Regions from separate parts of the Zea mays genome. Here region 1 is linked to region 2. Evidence: chromatin contacts called from public Hi-C data. All regions are on one chromosome and are shown on one strand. Each heading gives the region's core, a stretch centred on a gene start, on an enhancer-like site or on the middle of the called end of the contact. The rest is flanking DNA. Distances are from core to core; before and after follow the strand shown.

Region 1 (5,093 bases), core at 928-3,427, 340 kb before region 2:
TGACACCTAACCTAATCACAACATGTCAAACTTGTTACCAGATTGGCTAGTCATTACACTTAGCACAAAATACATCAACATGTTAAATATCTAGCCACATGAACACCAAACCACCATCATGTTACGAAATGTACCTTGAGGCTGCTAAACACAACAATATAATAACTCGTAACTATTTTAAGAATGAATATGTCAAATTCCTACAAGCAAAAAAACAACAACCGATTGTGCAAAGTGCTGCAAGCAAAAAATAATGACATAAGTAAACTAAATACATGAGGAGATGCAATAATACCTTTTGATGGCGTCTTCACTCAAGTAAAAGGAGAACTTGCTGGTAATGAAGTCATGACCAAAGAAATAGTTCCTGCAGCCCCCTTTTAGGAGGGTATCCTTCTTATTCTTCTTTGTTGATATAGATGGAACTTGACAGCAGCAACTTATTCTGCATGTTGACTTGAACCATCCAGAAAGTGTCGCGGCCTTTGTCCTTGAGGAGGAAGCAAATGATATCTGGATCAACCAAGCTTACCATAGGAAACTTGGCCTCGCTCATGGGAGGCAACTCTTGGCAGCGTTGTCAAAAAGATTGAAGAACTCACTGGCTCCCATGGTCAAGTTGACATCCTTCTCCCGTCTACTTTGGTGGATACCAACCAAAGTCCATGTTTCTATGGTGAAGGGATAAGGAGAAGGATGCTCTTTGGTAATAATATAGACGAGCTTAATGATGTCACCATCAGACACTGAGACAACGAAACGGGTCAGGTTCACATGCGTCCTTGTACACACGACCAGTCTTCAAAGCCTTAGATGAGAGTGGTATATAACGGAGCCTGTTGTTGTTGTTGTTGCTGTTAGTGAGGACATAAATGAGCAGCATACCGTGGTAGTAGTCGACCCAGCACAAGCACCTCTCACCGATGGTGACGACGACATCAGTCCTAAACGAGTAGAGGTTGATCTTCATGTCGGGTGGGATCTACAGCTTCTCGACACTCTATTTCATTTCAACATCGGAGGCAGAAGGGGAATGGTGCAACAAGTAGAGTTGGACCTCTAGGTTGAAATGGTAGGTGAGATCTGCCACCGTGAATCCGCCCTTGTCTCCATGGCAGAGGATGCTCATGTCTTCTTCCATCATGATACACTGCTGCTGGCACCGGTGTAGTTGTAACCACTTATCAAACTCGGGGTCGGTGTGGACGCCGTCGAAGCAAGCGGAAGCCGAGTAAGGGATGACGACGACGAGGAGCACGAGTAGACGTAGTCGTGAGGAAAGTAGACTATTTTACTCCAGCAACAAGGATCGTCGAAGGGGACAGACACCTGGAAGAGAATGGAGCTGCGGTGGGCGGCGATGGTGACAGGCTCCGTCATGCGGTCAATGGTTGGAATGCTGGTCTAATGGATGTAGAAATGGGACACCAGGGGGTCGGTGATCCGGAGGGAGACACGGATCGACCGACCGACACACTCGTGGGTGAACGCCGAGGTCGTCGCATCCCCGCACCGCTTCCGACTGCGATGGACGATGCGGTCGAGGATCAACCAACTACGGTCTCCGGTCGCCGGCATCGGAGGATAAGGATTAGTCCACCATGGAGCGAGCGACAGTGAAGATGGAGGCGGAGACGACTTGCTCAGCTCCAAACCGGGATCCCTCGTCGGAGAGACGCCTTTTGCTGGGAGGCGAGGGCTCCCTTCTATGATGTCGGTGGAATTGAGGTACGGGTGTTGGGACCTGTAAACTGCTAGTGAAAAAGGGACGAATCCTGAATGAAACTTGAACCAAAGAAACTGAATACACTGAATTCAGTTACATATAAGCGCGTCGACTTCTGGCGACCGGCCCGTCTCACGCCTCGGCAGCTCACCGGTGGCTAGGGATGGCAACGTGCACATTTTACCCGCGTGCCCGCGGGTAAAAACCCTATAGGGTGCGGTTTTGGGTGTGAGTTTGTACCCGTGGGTACGGGTTTGATTCTCAACCGACGGTTTTTTTTTTCTCGTGGGTATGAAAATGTTCTACTCGTGCCCGCAAACCCGCATACCTGCGTGTGTGTCTGTGTAGACTGTAGAGCACATGCATCTCAATTTAGTGCCACCCCGAAAGCTTTGAGCGAGCGGAGCCAATCAAATGATATAAAAGAAGACTACATGCGCCAGAGAACTCGTAGAACTTTTGGCTAAGATCGGTACATGTTTTTATCAGTTTAATAAATATTTATTATTATGTGCTATCAGTTTAATAAATATTTATTTTATGACTATGCCCGCGGGTGCCATAAACCTGCGGGTAGCGGATTTAGGTAATATATACTATCCGTCACAAGTAGCAGGTGCGTGTTTAACATTAATCTCACCGGTACGAGTCTGTAATCTATGTATCCGCGGGTTTTAACCCGTTGCCATCGCAACCGGCGGCAAAAGGGACGCCGAGCAGTCGACGGGAATACGAGCAGAATTCCCAATACCAAGGACCAACTGAATTCCCGACGCGGGCTTGGTGGGCTGGGCCAGCGAATTGACGGTGGGCCTGCTCGCGAGCGCTGTCTCTGACGTCACCAATCCCTATCCTATTTTTTTTTCTTCTCAACAAGAAAGCAAATTCCCTGTCCGAATCCTCATTTTCCACGAACCAAAATCACTATTTCTTATATATTCTATTCCCTCTCCTCTCTGCACCGCCCGCCGCGCCGAGCACGCCTCTCCCTCCCTCGATCCAGATCCACCCCATACCTCCGCGGCGCCACCCCTTCCCGCTCCTTCTAGCCGGCGTCGGCGCGGGCCGGAGATCTGTTTTCTCCGGTAGGAAAAATCCTATTGCGATCTAAATATGGGTTCGAAATCGGTAGACGAGGTGCTCGACGCCGCCGCCGCCGGAGTCCATTACTCCGCACTCCGTCTGGACGGCCAGGCTTCCGCAACGACGTCTGGCCTGGAGAACGGCCACCAGGAGCCCTTTGTCATTGGTTGGTATATATACTTTTGATTGATTGATTGATGAGTATGGCGTAGCCTGTTGGCCCTGAATGCGGCATGCCCTAATGTGGTGGTTTTGGGCGCAGGTGTTGCTGGGGGTGCATCGTCAGGCAAGAGTACCGTGTGCAAGATGATCATTGATCAGCTCCGTGACCAGCGTGTCGTGGTTGTTACGCAGGTTTGTGCATTACTGCTTTGCTCTCATCTTGCAGCATATGTGCATTCTACCAACACACTTTGTTGTTCAACATTACTGACCAAAACACCATGGGGCTACATTGGTAACTATGCCCTTTTCATGCTACATTATCACGATGTCATGCCACACTTTTTCCAATCTTTTATAACTACAAGCAACGAGATTGCCCTTTTCATGCTAGATTTTCACGTTGCCATGCCACCCTATTTCCAATCTCTTATAACTACAAGCAATGAGATTACAATTTTTTGCAGGAGTCCTTTTATTATGGATTGACGGATGAAGAATTAGTACATGTCCATAATTATAACTTTGATCATCCAGGTCGATTCATCCTTCCACAAGAATTATATGTACTGTCCTACTAGCCCCAAGAGTTCTGCACTGAATATGCTGCTGTGTCTTTTCCTATTTCAGACGCATTTCATACAGAGCTACTTCTCTCTTGTATGCAAAACTTGAAATGTGGCAAAGCTGTTGACATCCCTAACTACAACTTCAAGACATACAAAAGTGTCCCAAATGCAAGGAAGGTAATATTTTCAGTTTAGTACAATTCATAATAATCAACCTGTATGGTAAACTGATCGTTCCTTAGTCCTGGCCTTTATGCGACTCTAAATACAAGATTACATTTTTATAAACAATGTCTCCACATTGTCCTAAAGAAGGTGCATTGTTTGTATGGTCCCAATAATAGCCTACTCCAAAATGCTTTTTTTTTTTGTAAAAAACTATAGTTCATGGTAAGTACCTGACACACTATTTGCTATTTGGGCAACAGCTTATGTCTTCACATTGATTTCATATTATACACTTTCTTCAAAAAGAAAAAAATGTTTGCTTTCTGATGATTTGTTTATGTTATTTATTCATCTATTATTTTACAAGCAACCCTAATTCTTAACTGTTGCCAGGTTAATCCTTCGGATGTTATTATTTTGGAAGGAATTCTAGTTTTTCATGATTCACGCCTCAGGGATTTGATGAACATGAAGATTTTCGTTGATACAGGTACCAATATTTGCTTATAAGTTGATGTTTTCTTCTGTCTCTCTTGCCTGTCGATATTCCAGAAGTTCCCAATGCACAAGCATTGATTCCCGACTATATTCTGAACTTGAAATGTATCATTGTTAATAATTCCCTGCCTATTTTTATCCAAAATATAATTATATGTATCATTTAATGTATAAGTTTCATTTGTATGAATATTTGTATTTTGAGTCATCCATTTTATTGTGATGCACTATAATCTTACTGAGCTGACACAGCATTAAATATTTTTCTTTTGTCCTGAATTCTCAGATTTTTTTATGTACAAACTGCATGTCGTGTTAGATCAGGCTACTTATTTGTTGAAGATATCATCAAAGATAACTGAAATTGTCAATCCAGATCTATTAATTTATTATCATAGGTCATATTTTTTTGGTTCTGTACATATGTTGAACATACTACTCTGTCAGAGTAGCCTGTAGGCTTTCAAATCTCACTAATTGGTGTCATGGCAGTGAAATATTTCTTGTTATAGCACTCACCTATTGATTTCTCAGACGCTGACGTACGGTTAACAAGGAGGATCCATCGTGATACCATTGACAAGGGTAGAGATCTCAAAGCTGTGTTAGAACAGGTTACGAAGCTTCCTCTATTGCAATTTTGTTGTGCATCAAATCTAATAACGTTTAGCAGACCTTGTGTAGCATTTTTATCTAATAAAATATTCTTGTCTTGTTGCATAATTTATGTTAAGCTATCTGTTATCTACTCTTTTTTGCTGTTTTTGGCTAACAAATCTTTTTTTCCACAGTTCTCAAAATTTGTTAAGCCTGCTTTTGAAGACTTCATCCTCCCAACGAAGAAGTATGCTGATGTTATCATCCCACGCGGAGGAGACAATGATGTG
Region 2 (5,817 bases), core at 2,357-4,856:
CAGGGAAGAATGCATCTAGGTCGCCCATTGCTATGATATCCAAAAGCCAATCTGAAAATTTCTTTAGCCTCGCATTTATGGAGTATATACAAGAATTTGATCCATTGGCTTTATTTTCATCTGCACCCAGAAACAGCTCACCGATACAGTATTTGTGTCTGGACTGGAGGAAGGGAAAACAGTACAGTAAATGACATGATCACATTACCATGCTGAGTTTCTTCACCCTGAGAAATCGTGTAATTCAATCTAGACAAAGCCTCTTCCTCAAAACGCTCGCGGCCCTCTAGCAAAATCCCAAGATACTTGAACATATTGCTTTGGATCATCAGTTTGATACCTTCAAGTTCTTCTTGGGTGAACCTAGTCCCGTACAAGTATTTAGCCTACGACAAATTTAAAATAAGATCAGCATGAAGAATACAAGAACAAATGCGCCAAAGGCATCAATGAACAGAATCAGAACAAACCTGCTTAAAAATAGTGCTCGTACCAGCACCAGGTGGTCCAAGAAGCAGCAGCTTTTGTATTCTTTTTTGGTCCAAATAATCAGGGACAGCTCTTGCTGTATATGGAACTTCATCTCTGGTTCCATTTGAGTTCCCCGGAGGCACCGGCAGTGAAAATAATGCGCATGCAAAACGTGCCAGAGCCTGGTCGCAGTTTAGGAAACATCAGCGGCGATAAGCATACCTAACTTATGTTTTGAAAGAAATAGCATGGTTATAAAATTCCTTTTAATCAAGATACATACTGATTCCCATATTTTTCCTTTTATGTTGTTTTGACCTTCTTCCTCATAACGACCATCGTCATAAACCCAAAAATGAGTGTCACGGGGACACTGAACATTTGCAACCTGCAAGCATAATGCAAGTGGTGAGATAAAAGGGTAACTCTTTTACAGTGCACTCCATGCCTCTTTGTAGGTAAATTGACTCTTGAAATCTTGGCTATGGACTGGAGGGCTAATTTTTTGAGCTAAAATATGCTGCTGGTTACGATATGCTAGTCCTGAAGACCAGAATACAAACAGGAACTTCTGCTTGATGAATTACTATCTTGATATCCATAATGGCAAAGCCCTTGCATTTGGGAAAACTTCCTAATTCGTTGCAAACTGGAAAATTTCATAAAAATGAGGAGAGGAGGATTTCTTCTCAAAAATGCAAAGAAGCTGTCCTTGCTTACTGATATTGGTAATGGTGCTTCATAATGGCAGTAAGCAAGGACAGCAAGGTCCATTTCACAAAATCCATAATGGGGGCAGTGTTTGCATCAAGGAGGATTCCTTGCAAAATAAGGAGGATTCCATAATGGCAGTAAGGAGGATTCACAAATAATGGGGGCAAGTTTGCAAGGAATTCCATAATGGCAAAAAATTCATCACCTATCTGTATCTTGGGGTCCTTTTGGACCTTTATCTCCTTCTTAATATATTTTCGCGCAGCTCTCTTGCGCTTTCGAGAAAAAATATGCATATCAAAATTTTACAATGATCCGCTTACACCAAAACCATTAACGATTAAACATCTAAATTGGATAAGCTGGAAGGTGGCAAACATATCTCAAGTCAACTAATATACTGGAACTCAAATTAACAGGACAGATAGGTGATGATTTTTTGCTATAAACGACAAAAATGTCTCGCATCACATGATCTCAAAATCCATTAAAGCATAAAATTTAACATTTATTATATATTCAATAATACATCGCTATCTGGCTTATATGGTTTAGGATGGTCTATTATCAACGGTCATACGAAATGGACCTTAGCATGATAAAGGAATACTTATAGTTGATGAGATCAAAACAGACTACAGGCACTGCAACGCCAAAAATGCCCCTTATGAATGCCGTTAGGCCAAAGGAACTCAACAGCTGACCTCCGTCACAATACCCATCAGCGACCATAGAAAAGCAGCTCTAGAACACTAAAGCATGGTTAGCCTAAAGCACGAATTGATTCCATTTGGAGAGCAAAATAAATGACAAGACCGTTACCTTCAGAACTTTCAGCTCAATCTTTGTTATCTCCCTTCCGTTCATATAAACCTGGGTGTTTCCGTTACTAGCATTGACCTGAAGCTTCCCAGTAAAATTGAGGTTGGAGCTAATAATCCTGTCTGGTTTTTCTCCTTCCTATCAGAAAACACCAGTTCCATTAGAACAGAGTCAGTAAATTCAAACAGAAGCTTTGTACTCGATAGATTTACCTTTCCCCATAAGCCTGACTCCTTGTCATACCAATATTTTCCTGGCTTTAGCTTCTGAGGAGGCCGTGAGCAACTTAGCAGGTCGGTTAACTCCTCTGGCCGCAATGGGCAACCATTGACAATAAGCTGCTCTGGCCGAAGCTGATTCGCTTGGCACTCCTTCTCAGCTTTCAAGATTTGCCGAACTTCCAACGGGCTGAGCAACCGCGAAAGCGTCCTGGAGTTCTTCCCCAGCTTCGACCTTTTGGATTCATCAATTGGCTGGCCGATGCAGTTGACACACTTGCGCCCTTCTGGCATTGACCCCATCATCCTAAGGACACAATAGCCGCAATACCTTGCATCGCAAACAAGGCACGACTCCTTGCTCTCCCATTTCCTCTTCCCACAGCGATAGCATGCCCTTCTCCTCTTCTCCTTCTTCGTGACGGCCACGTACTGCTCAGACATCTCCTCAAACTCCTTGCTCTCATACTTGCTGTCGGGTGTGAAGCCGAAGGTGACGACCGGACCTCTCCTGCCCTCCTGTCTTTCAGGCCTATTCTGTGGCCCAGGTGAGCTCTGCGCTGATCCGTGCGACTGTGAGCGGGAATCATCGCCTTCTTCGTCGTCGTCACTGAACTCCTGGTTGTGCAAGACTGACTCTGAGCTGCCAGCAGCCTGCGCGGCCACCGGATCTGCGCAGCGGGCGATCCTAGAGACTGGGAGGCGGATGGGCTGAACAACAGGCGCCACCGGGAGCCCTCCGAGCACCTGGGAACCGGACACCGGCTCCGCCGTGGGGATTGCAGGGATCTCCACGGGGTCTACCCTGGGGAGTTCGTAGGGCACCGGCGGGCCGTCGTACTCGAGGGCGATGGAGTAGTCGAGGTTGGGCGGCGCCTCGGGGATGGGAGTGCCCGGGGGAAGGATCCTCCGCATCATGTCCTCCCAGGTGCTCCCATCCATGGCCTCCGCGTGCGCCTCCGCCATCTCTGATCTCTCTCCTCCCTTCGTCTACCTGCCCTGGCTGCTTTGCTTGTCAACCACAACCACCTGCCTCGCCTACGTCGTCATGGCCACAGAGCTGACCGCCGAAGATGAATCCTGCCCTTCTCAACTCCGACCACAAAGTTTGACTTTCCTTGTTCTGTAGAAACAAACCAACCCCAATTAAGAATCCTGTTCACACAACCACTAGGCGGTAGCAGCCCCAGAACCGGAAGCAGAGATCTCTACCGCGAGGAACTGGGGTTCGTGCGAGAACCGAACTGAGCTTTCCCGATGGACTCTTCTCAACGGGAGTGGATACTCCTGCAAGCAAAGGATGCGGCGGGGCGGAGGGGAAGAACTGGAGACCCGGAAGGAAGGCAAAACTTGCGCTGGGAAAGAAAAGGAGAGCGGTGAGGGATGGCTGGAGGTGTCAACGGAGACCCGTGAGACCATGAGGCTTGTTCGTTTGTCTAGAAATCGACTAGGAATGAAGACACGGTGCCTGTACAACGATCTCTAGCTGCACGGTGAACAGCACCCGACTCCACCACATGAACGGCTGAAGGGGCACCACGTGGCGAGAAAAGATGACACATCCCAGGATATATCAGTTGGACCAGGCCTCCGCGAGGAAGCACTGGACCCCTGCACACACAACCCGGACCCCCGATTACGATCCGAGACTCCCAAGTAAACATGCCGGATCCCTTGAATGGGGTCCAGATCCCTCCGAGTAAGGTCCGAGCCACAACGAGGTCCCAGAACAGGGGATACCCTGGCGTAAGCAAGGGTCCGGTACTGACACGTGTCCAAGCCTTATCCTGTGCGCTTGCGCTTCCCTCTCAGGCGGAGTCCCGATGCTGCCACGTGGCTTGTTTCCCGTGACATAAGCCAGCGGGCGTAGCCTGACGTAAGGTCTCTAGGCCGCGCGGTCTCTGCATTTATTGCGGAGAGGACGCGCTGCCTGTCCACCCTGCTGACAGGCGATGTGCCCCCTCAGCATTTAATGTGTCATGTCCACTCCACTGACAGGTGGCGCCAGGGCCATCCTGCAGACGGCACGCCTATCCAGTCCATTGTCAAACAGTGCGCCCGTGCTACGCGTCGCACTGTGTCCATCATCCCTTATACGAGAAGTTTCCCCTGCACGCCGATACTACGCAGATCTCGGATGTCAGCGCGCAAGAAGATTGCTCCAGCAGCGAACATTAGTAGCTCCAAGTACTACATCCACTATGTTCCTGGGCCCACATGTCGGGGCTCAGTACTCTTGTACATGTCCCCCTTTGGCTATAAAAGGGGAGGCATGAGACGTTGCAACACAAGCTCAATCTTTAGGCTTAGACCCAAGTCATCCAAGACAACTCAAGCTCTCAAGCAATACAACACACAGTGGAGTAGGGTATTACGCTCCGGTGGCCCGAACCACTCTAAACTCTTGCATGTTCTTGTGTTCATTCCTTCATCTCGCAACAAGCACAACGCTTAAGCCCCATCCACATCTTAGGACTTAGGGCGGGTGCACTCCGCCACCCGGCCGGAGAATTTCCTCTCCGACCTTTGGCGCGCTAGGTAGGGGGCTAGGCATTAGGTTTTTGCTTGTTTCCTTGCTCAGCATGATGGTGCAAATCGTTGAGCACCGCGCCGAGACTGGTGGATTTCGTGGTGGAGGAAGAAGCTGCTTCTTCCACGCCACAGGTTCCCAACCGCCATGTGTCGGGCACTGCTGCTGTGCACGCCGCACGACAGCATACAACTACATAGACATCCTGGACTCCGTCGAGGGCGACTCCGGGAGCGTTGTCAGCAGCTAGGGAGTTGCTGCGACACCCTCCAAGCTCCACGGCCTCACCAGGGTCCATGAAGCAATGGCGGGACGACATCGACCGGCTGCTCGATATGGCACATTATACCTCGACCAGGTCGAGGCCACGGTCATCCCGGCGCCAACATGAGGCGTCGACGTCTGTGCGCTCACCCTCAGTGAGGGCGCGCACAGACCAACGACCTTCAGGCAGAACTCGACCGCAGGCGTGCGAGAGAGGACGCCCGGGTCTATTTGGAGAGGGCGCGCGAGCGCCGCCAAAACATCGAGGGCCGCAACCTCGATCGAGACTTCGCTGCGGTAGCACCGCAGACACCAATGGGCACCCGGTCCCAAGCGGGTGTCCCCTTGGCCGGCGTGGGCTGCGCCGCTCTCGTGGATCATCTCCGCGTGGCGTCATGGCTGCCCAAGTTCCGGCCGCACCTGCTGGAAAAGTACGACAGAACGTCAAACCCGTCGGAGTTCCTGCTGGTGTACGTCACCGCCATCACGGCAGCAGGTAGAAACACCGCTGTGATGGCGACATATTTTCATGTCGCCTTGTCTGGACCAGCCCGGACTTGGCTCATGAACCTCGCCCCAGGGTCAATCTACTCCTGGGAAGAGCTCTGCGCGCGGTTCATTGCGAACTTCGCCAGTGCTTACCAGCAACACAGCGTGGAGGCCCACCTGCACGCAGTAAGGCAAGAGCCCGAAGAAACTCTCCGGACATTTATCTCCCACTTCACCAAGGTGCGAGGTACCATACCTCGTATCTCCGATGCTTCTATCATCACGGCTTTCCGCCAGGGGGTACGTGAT

The links. A called contact is a pair of places that touch in the nucleus more often than the background predicts.
Region 1: a Hi-C map of endosperm shows a contact between it and region 2, with 2.1 times the contacts expected there. The contact joins the promoter of LOC103655002 here to the promoter of LOC100273553 in region 2. A contact is called at or near these places in 4 of 25 Hi-C or Micro-C datasets (ear, endosperm, leaf and 1 more).

The regions. Positions count from the first base shown.
Region 1 is chr4:249,888,646-249,893,738 of Zm-B73-REFERENCE-NAM-5.0, reverse strand. It overlaps LOC103655002 (uridine kinase-like protein 3), which reads left to right and starts at 2,177. Exons shown (of 15, transcript XM_008681824.3): 1 at 2,177-2,975; 2 at 3,072-3,163; 3 at 3,439-3,508; 4 at 3,602-3,717; 5 at 4,102-4,198; 6 at 4,741-4,820; 7 at 4,998-5,093. The coding sequence starts at 2,840. It overlaps LOC103656057, which reads right to left and starts at 1,144. Exons shown (of 4, transcript XM_020552393.1): 1 at 1,058-1,144; 2 at 886-964; 3 at 540-746; 4 at 398-537. The coding sequence starts at 1,144. The coding sequence ends at 398.
Region 2 is chr4:249,546,600-249,552,416 of Zm-B73-REFERENCE-NAM-5.0, reverse strand. It overlaps LOC100273553, which reads right to left and starts at 3,606. Exons shown (of 9, transcript NM_001320085.1): 1 at 2,220-3,606; 2 at 2,008-2,145; 3 at 755-859; 4 at 471-653; 5 at 209-386; 6 at 1-120. The coding sequence starts at 3,191.